Linked DNA regions of Ovis aries: region 2 is linked to region 1. The links are chromatin contacts, called in public Hi-C maps. All regions are on one chromosome and are shown on one strand. The core of a region is the stretch at or near the end of the contact, and the rest is flanking DNA. Distances in the headings are between cores, read along the strand shown.

What was found. A called contact is a pair of places that touch in the nucleus more often than the background predicts.
Region 2: a contact with region 1 is called in a Hi-C map of hypothalamus, with 4 times the contacts expected there. The contact joins the enhancer-like site here to the promoter of INTS6 in region 1. A contact is called at or near these places in 5 of 16 Hi-C or Micro-C datasets (blood, hypothalamus and tail adipose tissue).

What each region holds. Positions count from the first base shown.
Region 1 is chr10:21,226,809-21,231,027 of ARS-UI_Ramb_v3.0, forward strand. It overlaps INTS6 (integrator complex subunit 6), which reads right to left and starts at 1,859. Exons shown (of 20, transcript XR_009595210.1): 1 at 1,224-1,859; 2 at 731-808.
Region 2 is chr10:21,393,329-21,397,304 of ARS-UI_Ramb_v3.0, forward strand. All of the region lies in intron 1 of WDFY2 (WD repeat and FYVE domain containing 2), which reads left to right. Among named protein-coding and RNA genes, the nearest start is that of WDFY2, 60 kb to the left of the region's middle. Within about 2 kb of position 2,068, at least 8 of the 54 cell types and tissues checked have an H3K27ac peak or open chromatin away from gene starts, as enhancers often do. A contact at or near this core is called in hypothalamus, where this site is marked.

The sequences.
Region 1 (4,219 bases), core at 609-3,108:
ACAGTACGGTTTGGGGTAAAGTGTCAATGCCGTCTCTCTGCTAAAGAAACTCTCTTCCAGAGGTGGCCGAGAATAAACCTGCTGGCTCTACAGCTTTCCGTGGCTACCAGCCTTAATACTTCATAACTTCCCGGGGAGATGCACTCCCCAACCTCGTGCCCAAAAATCCGGGGATGCAGAGGTATTGGTGGAAAGCAGAAGTGAGCAGCACTTCCGAAGTTCACCCGGAGCTGCCCCACCGGCCCCGCGGCCCTCTCGGGGAGAATCCGGAGACCCGGCCCCGCTGCACCCCACCCCACCCCACATCGCAAGCCCCCCGCCCGTCGGCACGCCCCGGCCTCGAGCCGATTCCCCTTTAATGCAAACCCGGGCTCTGCGCGGCCGGGCCCGGCTGTCACTCGGGCTAACTTGAATAAATATCCCCCACAGTTCATTGCTGCCGCTCACGCCGCGGAGGGGAAATGTCGGCCATGTTGATCGCCGCGCCGCCGCCGCCGCCGCCGCCGCCGCCGGGCCGGGCTGGGGAGGGGACGGCGGTGGCCCGGCGACTCCGCGCCGCGCCGGGACGCTCCGGAGCGGGGGGAGGGGGTGGGAGCCCGCAGGGGAGAAGACCTCAGCGCCTAGAGCACAGCGGGTGGGGGAGGGGAGCATAAGGAAGGGTGAATGGGGGGGCGGGGAGGGCGAGAGAGGAAGGGACGGGGAAGGGGAGGGGGAGGGCGAGGGTTGTTACCTTGATAGCATAGGGTGGCTCTTCGAAAGTGACCAGCATATACCTGTCTCCTCGGCTGGCAGGGTCCCGGGCACGGAGCTGCGGGAGAACGGGTGGAAAACGGGAGCAGGAACAGGGCGGGCGAGAGGAAAGCACACAGGCGAGGTTAGCAGGCGGAGAAGGGGCGCCCAGCGGCCCCGCCGCACCCCCCCCCCCCACAGTTACCGCACACGCCGCGGCCGCCCACCCCCCCAACACACAGACACACACACACACATCGGCCCCTCACACACACACCGCCCGGGGCCGGAGCCCGGGCCCTGGCCGAGCCCGGCTCGCAGCGCCCGGCCGCCCGCCCGCCCGCGCGGTGGGGGAGGGGGTCCCCGAGCCCGGCAGCTCCCGCAGTCAGGTCCCCGACACCTCCGCCTCGCCGCCCCTGGCCGCCCTCCCCCCAACCCCTGCCGCCCGCGGGCCGCCGGGCCGGGGTCGCCCCCCGGGCTCGGTCGGTCGGTACCTTCATGAAGGTCTCTACCGCGCCTTTGGCCGTGTCCAGGTAGGTGGTGCCCAGATGGCTGCGCTGGTTCATAGAGGCAGACGTGTCTATCAGGAACAGTAAGATGGGCATAGTGCTGGCCGGGGACACCGGGGCCCGAGGTGGTGGAGAAAGAGGAGATGGTAGAGGTGGAGGCGCCGGTGGCGGCGGCGGCGGCGGCAACCGCCGCTAACGCGGGGCGGGGGAGCGCGGCCCCCGGGAGGAAAACACCGTCTGGGTCTTTCCTCCGGCTGCGGGGAGTTTCTCCCCCGATAGTTGAGAGGAAACTCCCCGGACCCAGTCCTCCCCGTCGTACCCCCGCCTCCTCCGCCTCCTCCTGCCTGCCTGCCCGCTGGGGCGGGCGCCCGGCCGTCTGTCTGTCGGTCCGTTCCCCCCCCGCCTCGGGGGTCCCGTCCCCGCTCCCGGCCCCTGTGTGTGTCCCAGCGGGAGACGGGCCTGGCTCCCTACCCCACCCCCGGCGCAGGGAGTGGGGACCTGGGAGCTGGCGAAGAGGGGAGTGGGCTGAGGGGAGATTGGCCCTGGGGCTGTTGGGAGAAGTTTCAGGGACTCCCTCCGCACCCCGGCGGTGTCACCACTTTCTCAGCCCCTCTCGCTACTGAAGCGCTTTTCTCCCTCACACTCCGGTTTTAACTCGGGCAGGGGCCGCAGAGGCTCCGCCCTCTGACACGTCCTCTGGCCACGTGACGCACCGCCCCGCTAGTCTATTGGCTGGCCCCTGGCCTCTTATTAGCATATTCAAACAGCTCTGGGGCGGGGAAAGCTTGGAGGCCGGCTCCGGGAACAGTTATGGAGCACGCGCAGAGGCGGGGCGTCGGGTGCGCGCGAGAGCGAGCGCGAGGGGAGAGCAGGCGGGCCGGCCGACGCGGAGGCGGGCTCCGGGAAGGGGCGGAGACTGGCCACGGAAGGGCCGTGGGGTGGGGGCTGCGTCGGCGCGCCCAGGGCCGGCGCGGCTGTGAGTCTGCGCGTCAGGCACGGCGGCCTCTCCTTGGCTGTCGGAGGTGGTAGGGGTCGGGGGAAGGGAAATGGAGGTTGGCCTCAGCTCCTCTTCTGAGGTCTTGGTAGCGAACCCCTTCCCTGTGGGCCAGTGAGGAGGGATGAGTATAGCGTGATCAAAAGCCCGGGTAGGAGTCAGCGGCAGGCCCGCGGTCGCCCCCCAGAGGAGGGCTCTGGGCCGGCGGTCGTCGGAGGAGGTTCCTTGGCCCTCGGAGGGCCGGCCCCGGCGCGGGCGGGGCGGGGGAGGGGAAGTGAGAGGTTGTTTATGACCAGGGACTAATCTCCTCCGCTAGTCACACCGCTCCCGCTGGGGAGTGGGGACCACGGGCAACCCTCGCCCGCAGCCGTGCTTGGCCCTGGGCAGCGACCGAGGGCGAGGGCTGGACCTGGCCAGTACCCCTCTCGTTGCAGGACCCACCGAAAAGGATATAAGCCATTCGCCCCCCACCAACTCAGCCCTAAAAGGACAGTCGGGAAAGATGCAAATATCGATAAACTGTTTATAGCCCTTTTTATACTGGGAGGGAAATAACCCGTCTTACCCAAAGAAGTAACCTCTGTCAAGCCATATTTACTTAGAGCCATCGAATGTTAGTTTTCAGAGCTAAAAGGGACGCTGGCAAATCATAATCCATTACTCTTTATTTAAACAAACTGACTTGGCTGCCCAGGTGACACGTAAGATTGGTTCTGCATAACCCTTCCAGTGCTCTTTCACATACACTGTATCAGGCTCCATCCAGATACTGCATGAGGGAAGACATTCTCGGTTAAAAACCAGCCCCTGTCATCAAGCCAGATGACATAATGAATCTTAAATGTCCGAGGAAAAGTTTCCTCAAATATGCTAGTCGACAGTTTGACTTAGGGACATACAACCCATATAAGACAAGTCTTCCCTACTAGCCTTACATTTCTACCGTTTATTCTGAAATTCTTAATTATTTGCCTACTGGTCATTGAAAGAAATTGTTCCTATTACTGTTAACGTAAAACATGTTTTGTGGCATTTTTTTAAATTTTGAATTTTTTAACTTAGACTTTACTAACATTTAAGATAGTCTCTGAACTTTTGTTATAGTAGGGCTAGTTCAGTAATACACTTCTGTGAGTAGGTTCCATGGAAGAGTAAAGTATTTTTAAGAGATTTAGACTACAAGATAAGGTGGAGTAGAGAGATTACATCCAGTATTTGCTAAGTGGAGTTAAAAATGATTAAAATATTATCCCTGCCTTCAAAGAACTTATGGTTTTTCTAGAAAAATATTGCCCATATATTAGCTACTACAGAACAGAAAGTGATTAGATACTAAATAATTCAGAAAAGAAAAAATGTTATTTCCCTGGGGAAATAACATTTTCTAGGGTCAGTAAGTTTAAGTGGTCCCTTAAAGCAATGTTTCTCAAAATGGAATCCTAGACCTGGAGATAAGGAATTAAGAGTTCCTTGATACTTTAAAAATTTTTGTTTTTATTTTAATTACAATATTCAAATTTTTTATAAGTCACAAAGACAAAATTTTTTTTCAAAGTGATAATTTGCAACTGAAAGAACTCTTCATAAAATTTGTCCCCAGTTTTCTCTGTCAGTGCTTTTCAAACTGTGGTCTATGGACTCCTGCCTGTCAGAAAATGTATTCTCTAGAATAAGAATTATTTTTTACATTTCTCAGATTTGAGAAACACTGCTTTAAAGGATTGATAGGATTTGAATATGTGGGTAAAGGAAAAGAAGCTTCTGATGAAAATCCCTTCTAGACATTGAAAATGTAGTAAAGAAAGGAAGCTAGCACATCACTGACAGTGGCTTCTTGGGGAACGATCAAGTTCAGCTTAGGCTGGAGTACCAGATACAGGAAGGACAGTTATAAGATCCAGAAAGGTGGGTCAAGTCCAGAGGGTCTTTATGCCAGGCTAAGAATTTTTTTTCCATATAAATTGGAGTTTTTAGTTTGTACAAAGTA
Region 2 (3,976 bases), core at 818-3,317, 170 kb after region 1:
TAGTGATTCCATCACATGCCTCCTGATGAGTGATATTGACGAACACTGTCGTACTGTTGACTTGCTCAAACCAGCTGCTCAAGGCTTGTCCTCATGACTCTCTGTCCTATGAGGGGCTGTGACTTAGGAGCAGATGGGGTCTCTGATGCTAACTAACATCCAGAAACTGTCCAGCCTCTGAGCTCTGGGACATTCCTGGTACTTCCCTGTGGGCTGTTCTTCACCATCGCACTGGGAATGTGTTCATTTTTTTCTCTTTTCTTTTTTTCTTTAATGTATCTTTATGACCTTTTCTAAGCATCCCTCTTATGCTAAGTACTGTATGTATTCAAAATTAAAGTACTGTAGGTATTAAGAAAATCAAAGATAAAAATATTTAAAGATAAACATTTTGAAGTCTTTAAGAAATTACTTGTCCAGTGGGGCAAAGGACCAGCATTGCTCACTGGCATTGATGGCTAATGTAACTGTCCTTACATTGGCAAGATACGGTGTGATCCTGAAGCTTAATTTTGCCTAGGAGTCCCAGAGGCTTGTAGGGGAGTTATGCTCACATGGGAGAGCAGATAGCCAGGTAACAGTTGTTATGGGGAAGGAGTTTTGAGAATGGTAAAACCCACAACTGTGCCAGGGCAGGAAGTCTGTGCTTAAACATTAGCCACTGAGTTAAATTACCAAGAAAACAAAATATGCAAAACAAGTCTCCACTGCAAGTAAACTATTTGCAGGCACAGAATAGGGTTTATCAGTAATAAAAGGACTCAGAATTAGGGGCTTGTTTCTCTCAAGACTCTTACTACTGATTGATAAAGATAACAATTACCTGTATTTCATGTGTGTTTATAATCTCTCCTCTGACATCTGGGTTTGTTTAATCTCATTTGGAGATTTCATTTTATAGATTTTTAAGAAACAATGACAGGAGATCTAGGAGATATGGGTTTGATCCCTGGGTGGGAAAGATCCCCTGGAGAAGGAAATGGCAACCCTCTCCAGTATTCTTGCCTGAAAAACCCCATGGACAGAGGAGCCTGGTGGGCTACAGTTCAAGGGGTGGCAAAGAGTCACACACACTCACACAAAAACCAATGAAGATATTGCCATTTGGTCGTGACTTTTAAAACTCTAAATGTAAAGGCTTTGGTGACCTTTGGTTGAAGAGAAATTATCCAGCTGGTTAAAATGCCCTGGGGGGAATGGCTGCGGTTAGCACCCCTTGATGAAACACGAGGCTGTAAATGATTGGAATGACTGTTTTTGTTTTTAAAGCAGGAGTTCCTTTCAAAGCTCAAGGTGTTGAACTATAAAACAGCCACATCTCTTCTCCAGCTGCTGATTGCTAGGTTCCTACAGCCGTGGGAAAAGAAGTCCAAGTGTCTGTGGTTCAGCAGAGTTGTTTAGGTCTGATGTAGTGAGCTGGTTAATACTTGGAACTGAGCTGCCTGGCACTGTGGTCTAGAATCTGGAGAGCTCCCAGCTTGAGCCCCTGACTCTGAAATCCCCCAGCCGCCTTCATTCAGTCCACACAGCAGCCTCTGTCTATCCTGGGAAAAACCCTCCATACAGAAATACACAGTGTTTTGTAGAAGATTTGATTTAGTTTCTTTACTCCGTGTGATCTGAATGCATATAATGAGAATGTCATAGTCAGTTCTTACTACGAATAATCATAGGAAAAAAAAAAAAATCTTTCAGCTCTGTTTTCCAAGAATCTCCACGACATTCTCTCTGCATTAGAGGCACTTTTTTTTTTCCCCTTGAAGCATGTCACTGTGAAAACTACAAAAAGACATTGACTCACATCCCACTGCTCAAAGTTCTGTTAGTCTGCAGATTGATAGGGATTGCCTTTGTTAGTAAGGAGGTTGTAATGTGTGATCTAGTAGAAAAGTAATCCCTGAAAATTCAGGGTCTTCAAAACACAGTAGGATTCACTCCCTGCACCTCCACCCCGAGTGGTGGCAAAAATAACAATTGTCCCCCAGGGAAATGAAGCTCATCGCTATGGTAACTAATGAAGGTTGCATCATTCTAGGGCACATTCTTAAAAGCCTGGATTTATTCGACATGGGTAGACGCCCCGTCTTATTTTACCCAGTAGCTTAGCAACCTGTGGCCTCCTGGTTGTCACCGCCTCCAATCTTCCCTCTTCCTTCAAAATAGTGACCTATATAGATGGCTTTTTATTGTGAGCACTGTGAATTTGGTTCAGTCTTAGGTATGTTTATAGTGACCTTATTTTCTGGACCAAAAAATTAGGACACGTGCGGGTTCTGAGAAGTAAAGGGCTTTCCTCCTACTTCCCTGGCAGCCCTCACTGAGGTCTTCAGGGATCTTTTTTGGTTCTGCATCGCTTACCTTTTGGTGTTACTCATGGCTTTGTCTTTAGCCCTCTCCTTTTTCTTCACTGATGATTTACCTACTGCTTGTGTGTAGTGACTCCCAGATGTTAATTTTTCAGCTCAGGTCTCGCACTGGACTGCAGGCAGGCAGTAGTAGGTAGCTCACTAATTCAGTCTGCAGGTTCAGCAAGTTCAAGATGAAGTCAGCATTGCCCCCCACAGGAATCACTTATTGAAGAATGGCACCACCATTCACACAGCACTCCACCTCTCGGGCCAGCCCCGAAGGACAGCCCCCGGGGCCAGGTGCTTGTACAGCGTTTCCTGGTGTGGTATGTGCGCTCAGTGTGTGTCTGTGCAACCCCATGAACTAGAGCCCACCAGGCTCCTCTGTCCATGGCACTTCCCAGGCAAGAACACTGGCGTGAGTTGCCATGCCCTTCTCCAGGGGATCTTCCCCACCCAGTGTTTCTGACCTCCTCTCTCGTCCAAGGCCTCCTCCTTTTTTGCTTGTTGTTCTGACCACATCCTCCAATGTGGTTACTTTAGGGTAACCAGGCTTCTCCAGTCTTCTCCTGAACAAACAAAAATATTCGGAGTTTGTGGCCGGCTGCTCACCCTCCATCAGCTTCCCAGCATCCTCAAAGTAAGAATCCAGACTCTTCAGGGTGGCAGAGCCCTCGAAAGCTTCACCCACCGTCCCCTGACCCAGCTCTGTCGTCAGAGTAAGATGCTCGTGATGCTCCTGGACAGTGCACGGGCTTCTCCCTCCCGTGCATCTTAGTGCACAGCTGGCGTTTGTTTGTTTTTGTGCATTTCATGTACTAGTCCCTTTTGTTGTTGTTGTTCAGTAGCTAAGTCGTGTCTGACTCTTTGCGACCCCATAGACTATAGCACGCCACATTCCTCTGTCTCCGACTGTCCCCTGGAGTTTGCTCAAATTCAGGTCCGTCTCACCCTCTGCCACCGCCTTCTCCTTTTGCCTTCAGTCTTTCCCAGCATCAGGGTCTTTTCCAATGAGGCGGCCCTTCGTATCAGGTGGCTAAAGCATTGAAACACCAGCTCTAGCAACAGTCCTTCCAGTGAATTATTCAGGGTTTATTTCCTTTAGGATTGACTGGTTTGATCTCCTTGCTGTCCAAGGGCCTCTCAAGAGTCTTCTCTCCAGCACCGTAGTTTGAAAGTATCAATTCTTTAGCACTTAGCCTTGTTTCTGGACTAACTCTCACATCCGTACAGGTTTTTAATAAAATGTTTGTTGAATGAATTAATGATCAAAAAGTCAGTGATTGGACTTCCCTGGTGGTCCAGTGGTTAAAATTCCTCCTGCCAATGCAGGGGACTCGGGTTCCATCCCTGGTCTAGGAAGATCCCACATGCTGTGAAGCAACCAAGCCCAGGCGCCTAGAGCCTGTTCTTTGCAACAAGCGAAGCCCCCGATTGCCACAATTAGAGAAAGCCCGCCCACAGCAATGAAGACTCAGCAGCACCAAAACTAAAAAAAAAAAAAGAGGTCATTGATTGAATGTGTAAGTGCGCTTGTGGGGCAGTGGGGTAGAATTCCTAACTTTGAGGATTTTAATAGTTTTAGAAAACGCAAGTTGTTCCCAACCCGATAGTTCATTGTCCCCGCC